2 separate regions of the Sus scrofa genome follow, and region 1 is linked to region 2. The links are chromatin contacts, called in public HiChIP or PLAC-seq maps. All regions are on one chromosome and are shown on one strand. Each heading gives the region's core, a stretch centred on a gene start, on an enhancer-like site or on the middle of the called end of the contact. The rest is flanking DNA. Distances are from core to core; before and after follow the strand shown.

What was found. HiChIP or PLAC-seq counts read pairs in DNA pulled down with a chosen protein or histone mark.
Region 1: an H3K27ac HiChIP or PLAC-seq map of skeletal muscle shows a contact between it and region 2, with 9 times the contacts expected there. The contact joins two enhancer-like sites. A contact is called at or near these places in 3 of 47 Hi-C or Micro-C datasets (alveolar macrophages and embryonic fibroblasts) and 1 of 2 datasets of contacts at active chromatin or transcription factors (skeletal muscle).

The regions. Positions count from the first base shown.
Region 1 is chr7:11,564,465-11,568,846 of Sscrofa11.1, reverse strand. All of the region lies in intron 6 of JARID2 (protein Jumonji), which reads right to left. Among named protein-coding and RNA genes, the nearest start is that of DTNBP1, 150 kb to the left of the region's middle. Within about 2 kb of position 1,921, at least 19 of the 83 cell types and tissues checked have an H3K27ac peak or open chromatin away from gene starts, as enhancers often do. A contact at or near this core is called in skeletal muscle, where this site is marked.
Region 2 is chr7:10,447,097-10,451,538 of Sscrofa11.1, reverse strand. The region is part of intron 1 of LOC106507125 (a long non-coding RNA gene); the gene reads right to left. Among named protein-coding and RNA genes, the nearest start is that of CD83, 100 kb to the right of the region's middle. Within about 2 kb of position 1,973, at least 2 of the 83 cell types and tissues checked have an H3K27ac peak or open chromatin away from gene starts, as enhancers often do. A contact at or near this core is called in skeletal muscle, where this site is marked.

The sequences.
Region 1 (4,382 bases), core at 672-3,171, 1.1 Mb before region 2:
CTAAAGACTTTTGACCGGATAATGGGGAAAGGGGGAGGTTTTCAAAAATATGGAACCGAAAGAACTGAATAAAATGAACTCTGATTTGCACACAAAGGGAGAGTTTTCAAAGACATCTACTTTCTGTAACCATCTTGGCTACTGCACAGCAGCCACGCCACCCAAACGGCAAACAAGGCCAAAAAGTCAGCTCGGGCGCTGCCAAACGGGGGAGGGGGGCTGGGCGAGGGATGCCCAAAGTGAGGTATATTTTGTCCTCAACAGCTCATTAATTTTAAGTGTCGTGGGAACCTGCCAGTTTTGCTCCTCCAAGTAATTATCTTTTGTCTTAATTTGTAAGATTCTCCAGAAGAAGAGAGAAGGAAAAAATATTCACTCTCCGAGGACAAGCCTAACCCCTGTGAACATGAGAGACAGAAAGTTCGATGTGCAGAGGTCCCCCACACGCTGTCTCCAATTAAAAGAAGTAATTGGACTCGTTTCTTTGAGGAGAGGAAAAAAGCATTTATCACGGGAACCATATCAGGAAAGGGTATTGTGCTCAGACGCCAGCAGCTCGGCGCTAATGAACGCAGACAAATGTATCGATTTGTATACACACACTCGGAAAGTTCAATGGCCCGGAGACAAGGGTTTTCACACCACAGCAAGCACCATCTTTACGTCCGAAGGCCGGGGTTCTGATTTAGGGTTACTTCAAGCCCGCAGAGGTAGGTTTGCTCTCAATAACGGATGAAAGAGAAAGGGCAAGAGAGGCCACCCTAGAAACATCTCCTCCAGCCACCGCGACCACCTCCCCGGCGGAAAGCATCCCTTTCCAAGGCGGAGACCACTCCATCTCTACCTCTGAGTGCCGCCCCCTCTGAGTGCCGTCCACAGAGGTCTCTGGACCCGAGGAGATTCCTCAGGAGTCCCCAAAGGCAGTCAACAGAACACCGATCAGAAGGCCTTTACCACACTCGAGCTCCTGGCAAGATGGGGACAGGCTGGTTGTGATTTTCAGCTCCTAGAGCCACAAACACATCTGTGCCTCAATTCCCCCACACCTACAAACCAGCTGCCTCCCCTATCTGCCCTCCAGGAATCGCTGAAGTATCCAAAATCAAATGCTTTCTGTTCTTCAGAGAAAGGAGCTGTACAATGACCAGAAAGTTCATCTTTGTTAAATAAGGCTCCTTCAAACAGAGCCCAGAGGGCCAGCACGCCCACCTCTGCCCGTCCCCAGGCTCCCACCATTTCCAGGCGCCCCAAACCTTGCTAATTATTTGCGCTAATAAAGGCACCTCATCTGAACCCCAGGACGTAATCCTGATTTTTTTTTTATTCAGTAAAGCAGAGGACTCCTTGCTTGGCCTCTGACAAAAGGTCTATGATATCCCGACATGGCCCAGCATCTAACTTTCACCTCCTTGAAAGAGAAATCTGGACAAGAGCCATGACAGACAGCTGGGCCGCAGGTCTGCGAGCAGCCACGCCACACACCAGGGGCGAAGAACAGAAAGGCCGAGACTGGACTCCCCCCTCCATTACCTGAAATAAGACCTGCTCCCTGACCCACCCCCCAAACACATCGAAGAGACGAAAAAAAGAATTGCTGCAAACAGAGAAGATTGTGTCACGGAAAGGCAGAGAGAGGCACGCCACGTTTCTGATCTGGAGCCAGATATTTAAATGTAAGCTTCATGTCATTACAAGGCGTCCCGGCTCGGGGAAGACAGACTCCATCAATTGGCTGGCATTAAACCCTTGTTACTGTACAAAAGCCGCACTTGCTCCCTGGAGCCGGTTCAACTTTGAGTCACTATTGTCTAAAAACAATGGAATGTGTCTGCCAACCTGTGCCAACGGCTCAAAAGGATCGTAGTGCAGCCTGTGTGAGCGCTGTAACCTGGTTTGCCCTGGGCGAAAACAGCGCCACTGACTCCGCTGCAGCGGTCCCGGTCCCGGGGAGATCGAGTGACAGGGAGGAGGACGTGTGGGTCAGCACAGGCCCCACTGCCATCTCTAGGGCTGGGAGCCAGAGCCGACACCCACGTGGCCTCCCAGCAGCCGAGTCAGCGTCACAAGCAAGTTCTACTGGTTTACAGGGAATGCGTGAACGCCTCCAGCACCTCCACGTGTCTGACAGGAAAGGAATCTGTTGAGGAGGATTTTTAAAGCAAACTCAATTTTCTTTTCTCGGTGAGAACTCGAACCTGTAAGTCACAGAATATTTTTTTCAACCAAAACCTGGTTACCAGGGTTTCAAGACCTAAAAATGTGAATATATCACGAGCAACAATGTGCAGAGCTGTGTAGACCTGCTGGTTAAACAAACATGTTTTTCCAGCAATTGCTGACAGCGAAGTCTGAAAGGAGCACATGACCTTTATGAGGCTATAAAGGTTAGGGCATCAGAAAGACCATCAGTCAGGATGAATGGCTTCTGTCACTGAAAAATGGTTTCTCGGCCCAGCTGGCCCCCAGAGGAGCGGAGGAAAGGGCAAGACTGATAGCCTGGTGGGTGACTAAGCCCCTCCCAGCCCATCCCTCATTGACCGGCTCCGGGGCATCTGCATTCAGGGCCAGGAGCCTGCCTGGGCTGACAGGCCACCGGGGAGAGTGGGCAGTGGGCTGAGGAATCTCACACTTTCTCACCCTCAAAAAACAAGACAAAGAGCACAGAAGGGGACAAGCATCAACTCTGAAAAGCGAAGGAATAAAGTGTTTTTGCAGCCTGGGGTTTCTTAAAGCCCTACACTCGAGAAGATGAAGTCTCTAAGGTCAACCTCAAGACTCCTGGTCCATCTTTGGATCTGAACAAAGAATCTCTAACTACTCACAATAAACTGGGGCAGAGAGAGACACCTTCCAAGTGAGCGTGAGAGTTAACACGGAAAACATTCCACAGACACACACACGAGCAGCTCCACATGTTGTAGAAGATTTGGTAATCTGCAGAATAAAAATCTAAGTATAGGAGAACTCAACACAGAAACAGTTGCACTGTAATAGGATTTGTTTTCCAGCTTCTTCAAATAAATTCTGTGGATCTGCTACTGTATCACACACACCTCCACCCACCCTCCAGCCAGGGAAGGAATGTCTTGAAAATCCTACAAGCGCATTTTATAGTCTCTGGGAACAGCACAAACAACTTCTCAAGTGACAAGAGAGTCCCCTTAAACAGTCAGATGGATTTAGCTGGAAATACTAAATACCGAGTAGCTTAGTGAGCAGCTCAGCAAGTCAATGTACAGTGCATATGATAAAACATATCCCAGCTGAGTGTGGACAACACAAATTGATTAAAGATGCTGAAAATCTAATACATGACCTTAATTTCTTCAGAACTGCAGGCTTTTACAGCTCTTAGAAGAGACGGGCATGCGTTAGACCGAGAACAGGACAGCAGCCAGGCCTGCTGTTCTGAGCACTTGCCCAGCCCTGGGCACTGGGCTAAGCGCATCACTCTTGCACTTAGTCCTAACAGATGTATCCTCAGGAAGCTATTATTCACATGCCACGTGACCCACCCATCTTCCTGGTTAGTCATCACCGAAATCTATAAAGCTTCTCACCCCAGAGGCAAGGGGCCTAATGCTCCCAGGAAGAGACATCCACACACTAAAGTCTCAGGGGCCAGGACAGTCCCAGGTGCTCATGTGTCTCTCCAAGGTCCTGTGTGGACCAAAAGAATGGGAAAAGGAGACAAACAGAGACAGGCTGGTTATCCTGGTGGACAGGTGTCACTGGGACCCGCTACCACCCTTGGCACAATTCCTGCTGATAAGGTCAGTAATGTCGCACGCTCAGGGGTACAGCCCTCGCTGTGCACCAAGTATTTGAAACATACGAGCTTTCCGGGATGCTCTTATCAACTACAAGGTTACTCGCAACCTCCAGGTCTCCCCATCACATGGCGCATTTACAGCCAGCACAGTGCTCTCTAACACACAGAAATCAAAGAGCACTCCCGGAGTTTCCGTTGTGGCTCAGCGGTAACGAACCTGTCTAGTACCCAGGAGGACATGAGTTTGATCCCCGGCTTTGCTCAGTCGGTTAAGGATCCGGGGTTGCCATGGCTGTGGTGGAGGCTGGCAGCTGTAGCTCCGATGAGCCCCCTAGCCTGGGAACCTCCATATGCCGCCGGTGCGGCCCTGAAAAGACAAAAAGACAATAATAAATAAATAAAAATTTTAAAAAGACCAAAAACAAAAAAACAAAACAAACAAAAAAACAAAAAAAAAAAAAACACAAAAAAACAAAAACAAACAAACAAACAAAAAAACAAAACAAAAAAACCCATGCACTCCTATTACCTCTTTAAAGATAAGGAAACTAAAACTGTCCAAAGTTGCAGCCACATATGAGAAAACCAGTGTTCTGATCTCAACCATTAG
Region 2 (4,442 bases), core at 724-3,223:
AGGCCTTATGCACTTACCATGTGTGGAGATAAATGGACTGTACTTGATGGTCATGATTATGCAAATTTGATACAGTATTTGACCAGGAGAGGGTTTGGAAGATGTCAAGAGGATTCAACAACTATTTAGTGAGCTCTGACTCTGTGCCAGGCCTTTGTGTAGGCACTGGGGCTACAGCAAGGAACTTGCACAGTGAGACAGACTCTTGAGGAACGGAAGCAAGAATGGGTAGGTGCACCTGTTTCTCGGGTCCAGTAGTAAGTCCCTACCCCACACTAGCTTATTGTTGCTCTCTCTTATTTTGCTCCCTCAAACCCCTCCCTTTCAGTCCTGCATTCTTTGGGGAAGGGACTTACTTGATCATGGAGCAGTAAGGTCACCCACATGTTTCATATTATTAAATAATGTGACATGATAGGAAGAATCACAGGCCAGAAATAAAGAACCATATACCTGGTTTCAGCCCTGGCTCTGCCACTTGATGAAGTCTGTATCTTTCTTTTTTTTTTTTTTTTTTTGTCTTTTTTTAGCTATTTCTTGGGCCGCTCCCGCGGCATATGGAGGTTCCCAGGCTAGGGGTCCAATCGGAGCTGTAGCCACCGGCCTACGCCAGAGCCACAGCAACGCGGGATCCGAGCCGCGTCTGCAACCTACACCACAGCTCACGGCAACGCCGGATCCTTAACCCACTGAGCAAGGGCAGGGACCAAACCCTCAACCTCATGGTTCCTAGTTGGATTTGTTAACCACTGCGCCACGACGGGAACTCCTGTATCTTTCTATAAATCTCTTAAGCTTTGAATCCCTTATCCCTAAAATAGGATGATTCTTGCCCTGCAACTCCCCAGAGTCAAGACTGGAGGCTTTGGTTTTCTCATCTGTAAATTGAGAGGTTTGAACTAGATTTAAGGTTTGCATTCTTTCTTTAGAAGTGGACTTCCATTTTAAGATAAAATCTAACCTGCAGTTCCTATTGTGGCTCAACAGTAACAAACCCAAATAGTATCCACGAGGATGAGAGTCTAATGCCTGGCCTGGCTCAGTGGGTTAAGGATCTGGCATTGCTATGAGCTGTGGTGTAGTAGGTCGAAGACATGGCTCAGATCTGGCGTTGCTGTGGCTGTGGTATAGGCTGGCAGCTAAAGCTCCAATTCCACCCCTAGCCTGGGAACTTCCATATGCCATAGATGTGGTCCTAAAAAGCAAAAAAAAAAAAAAAAAAAAAAAAAAAGATAAAATCTAACCTAAAACCCCAACAGTGAAGACAGGCTTGCTCTAGTGGCCCCAGGAGAGAAGGCTCAGAGTCCTGCACACTCTCCTTCCCTCATCCTTACAAGGCCTTTGCGGCACTTGTGCAGGATCCCAGGGTTCCACTGAGCACAGTGTGAAACCTGCTGTATTCAATGGTTTATAGTACCTCCTAGTCCTAAAACTCTATAAATCAAGATATTCTAATTTGGGGTGTCTATGATAAGATTTAACCCCTGTTTTCTTCCATCATTAATTAATAGGTTGTGGGAGACAGGCACCAGTCCTACTAAAACCAAGATATGTTTCAGTCCTCTCTCCTTCTTTGTGAAGTTAATCTTTCTGTCACAGAACAAAACTAGATTCTGATGGAAGACAACATTCTGTAAGGAGAAAAATACCAGATTGAGAGTAAGAAGATAAGTGTTCCAACCCAGGCCTTGCCTTTAACTAGCTCCCCAAACTTGATCAAGGCAAGGAAACTTACTAATCCATCCAAATCAATAAAATGAAGAGGTTGGGTGACTCAGTAATCCTAAAATAACACATGCCCATTTCTGGACTCCATGCCCTAATGAGTTTCTCTAAATTAAGTAACTTTCAAATTCCACCTTTCTAAAGGCCAAGTCACTCTATCACATTCTCTTTGTTATATATACTCACCCTATTTGGAGAGGAAGGGGGGGGTGGGGGAGAAGACAAATTAGGTCGTAACTGACACCATCAGGACATCTAGCTAGAAATACCCACTGAATCACTGCTGTGTTTGCACAGGTGGTTGGAGCTCACAGTATGCCCTGACCTCAACTTACCAAGTGGGAGCCATATCTCCATTAATAAGGGTCCTGCTAGGCACAGAACTTCAGTATGGGCATTCTTGGGGGCAAACCAGAAAATCCCAGGGTTTGGGAATGTTTCAAGCAAACAGTCTGGATTCAAGACCCAGGACCAGGGATTGGACCAAAAGGAATGACCCCACAAGAGACAAACAGAATGATGCATTGCCTCTAAGCAATGTCCTGGGAAAAGGCAACAGGCCTTGCCCGGGAAGCCAGGGAACTTGAGGGATGGACACAAAAACAACAGCTCTGGTCATGGCTGTGACTTGGCTATAAGTTAACTTTATGGGTCACTGAGTCTGGAAACAGACTATAAAAAGAAGACAGCATGGACCAAGCAGCTTTGTGTTGGAAATGGCTGTGACCAGTTGCTTCTGGAAGGGAGATGCATTGACTGCCATAAAACTTGATGGGCTCAGCACTGGTCTGTAAAGGCTGGAATCGGAAGTAAACTTTGGACCTGAGTAATTGCTCGGAAGCTGTGCTTAAGCGTGGGAGCCGAGGGGATTTTGTTCCAAGCAGTAAACAATATGGTACCTAACTGATGCATATGATCTGCCTTCTCTGTGACCTCTACTCCCAAAGTCCTGTCTGCAGGCAGCTCCTTTAGGTTAATCTCACAGTCCACACAAATTGGTACCATTTGACTTTTACTACAATGGCTTTATTAAAACAAACAAAAAACCTCCTTGTTGTTCCCGAAACATTTAAGGTAAAACAAAATGAAAACATCAACCTTGGAGACTTGCTATCCTTAACTATCTCTTCTGGAGGAAACAAAAATGCGTTACATTTTATGTTACCTTTTCTCCAACCATTCAACTCTAGCCTCCTCCAGCTACTCAACAATTATTTATACAAAGCACAGACTTTCATGTCACCTGGTGCCAGAAAGCAGACCATCCACAGTTGGAAGCAATGAATAAAACAAGATTCTGCCAGAAATATTTCAAAAAATACATGTCTTGGAGTTTCCATTGTGGCTCAGTGGTATAAACCTGACTAGTATCCATGAGGACGTGGGTTTGATCCCTGGCCTCACTCAGTGGTTTAAGGATCCAGCATTTGCTGTGGGTTGCAGTGTAGGCAACAGATTCGGCTCGGATCTGGTGTTGCTGTGGTTGTGGCCTAGGCCAGTGGCTACAGATCTGATTCAACCCCTAGCCTGGAAACTTCCATATGCTGTGGGTGCAGCCCAAAGAAGACTGCCCCCCCACCAAAAAAAAGTCCAACCACAGTGTAATTAGCAATGAATAAAACAAGATTCTGCCAGAAATATTTCAAAAAAATACATGTTTTTCACTTGATTTTTTTCACCATTCAGAAGGGATATTACAAATATGACTCAAAGTACAACGCAGGAAAGCACTGAACTGAGTTTCACAAGGCCAAAGAGCTCGTCTTAGCTCTCACTATCGCTGTGTGGCAATCAGAACATAACCTCCTATCTCTGAGCCTCCGTTTGTTTCTCTGGAGGATGAGGGAGGTTGCACTGGGTCATATGCTACCTCACTAAGCTCATCTGTAACAGCCGTTACTATGTCCCGAGGCAAGCACTTTGCCTTCTTTATCAGAGTCCTCATAACAACCCTGTGATGTATGTATTATTATTTTCTCCATTTTTCAGATAAGGAAACCGGGCTCCGAGAGGTTTAGAAACATGTCCAAGGTCACAGAGTGCGTAAGTGACAAGTCTGGCATTTCAACCTGGCGTTTCCCCCAGATCCCAAGTTGCATCAACGATTTCATGTTACCGAACCACCTTAGCGTTCACCCCGGGCGGAGGGCACTCTAGTATTTAATTTATATCATATCTTCACCTTGACTTGCATGGAGCTGCTAATATAGATCATGCCTACATTGGTCACCACTCTCTCATCTTTAGGGAGGCACCCATCAGGGGCTGCCAGAGCAGAGGAAGTACTTGGGGGACAGCGTGCCCAGCCCCCTCCTCAGGGATGGGGAGGAGAGGATACTTTGCCTAGTGAGCGTGGACCCAGCATTCAGAATCCATGAGGCCACTGCTGCCCAGGAATGACCCAGGTAGAAGGGACAAGGGGAACTCAGTGATGCCTGACCAAGACCTTCCTGTCACTTCCCAACACACCCCTCAGACCAAGCCTGGCATCTAAATCTCCCGCCATGTGTGCAGCCAACACGATGCCCTGTATGTAGCCGAGCAGAGCCAAGAAAGACCAGCAAAACGTCCTTCTCAGGAAGCTGGGGATGGGGCAGCTTGGTTTCTGGCTTCCCCACCTGTGAGGTCACTGCTCCTGCGTGGACACCCTCCCAAACATCAACGTGCTCCATGAGATGACACAGAGGCCCGCACCTGCCTCGTGACCGAAGACTTAA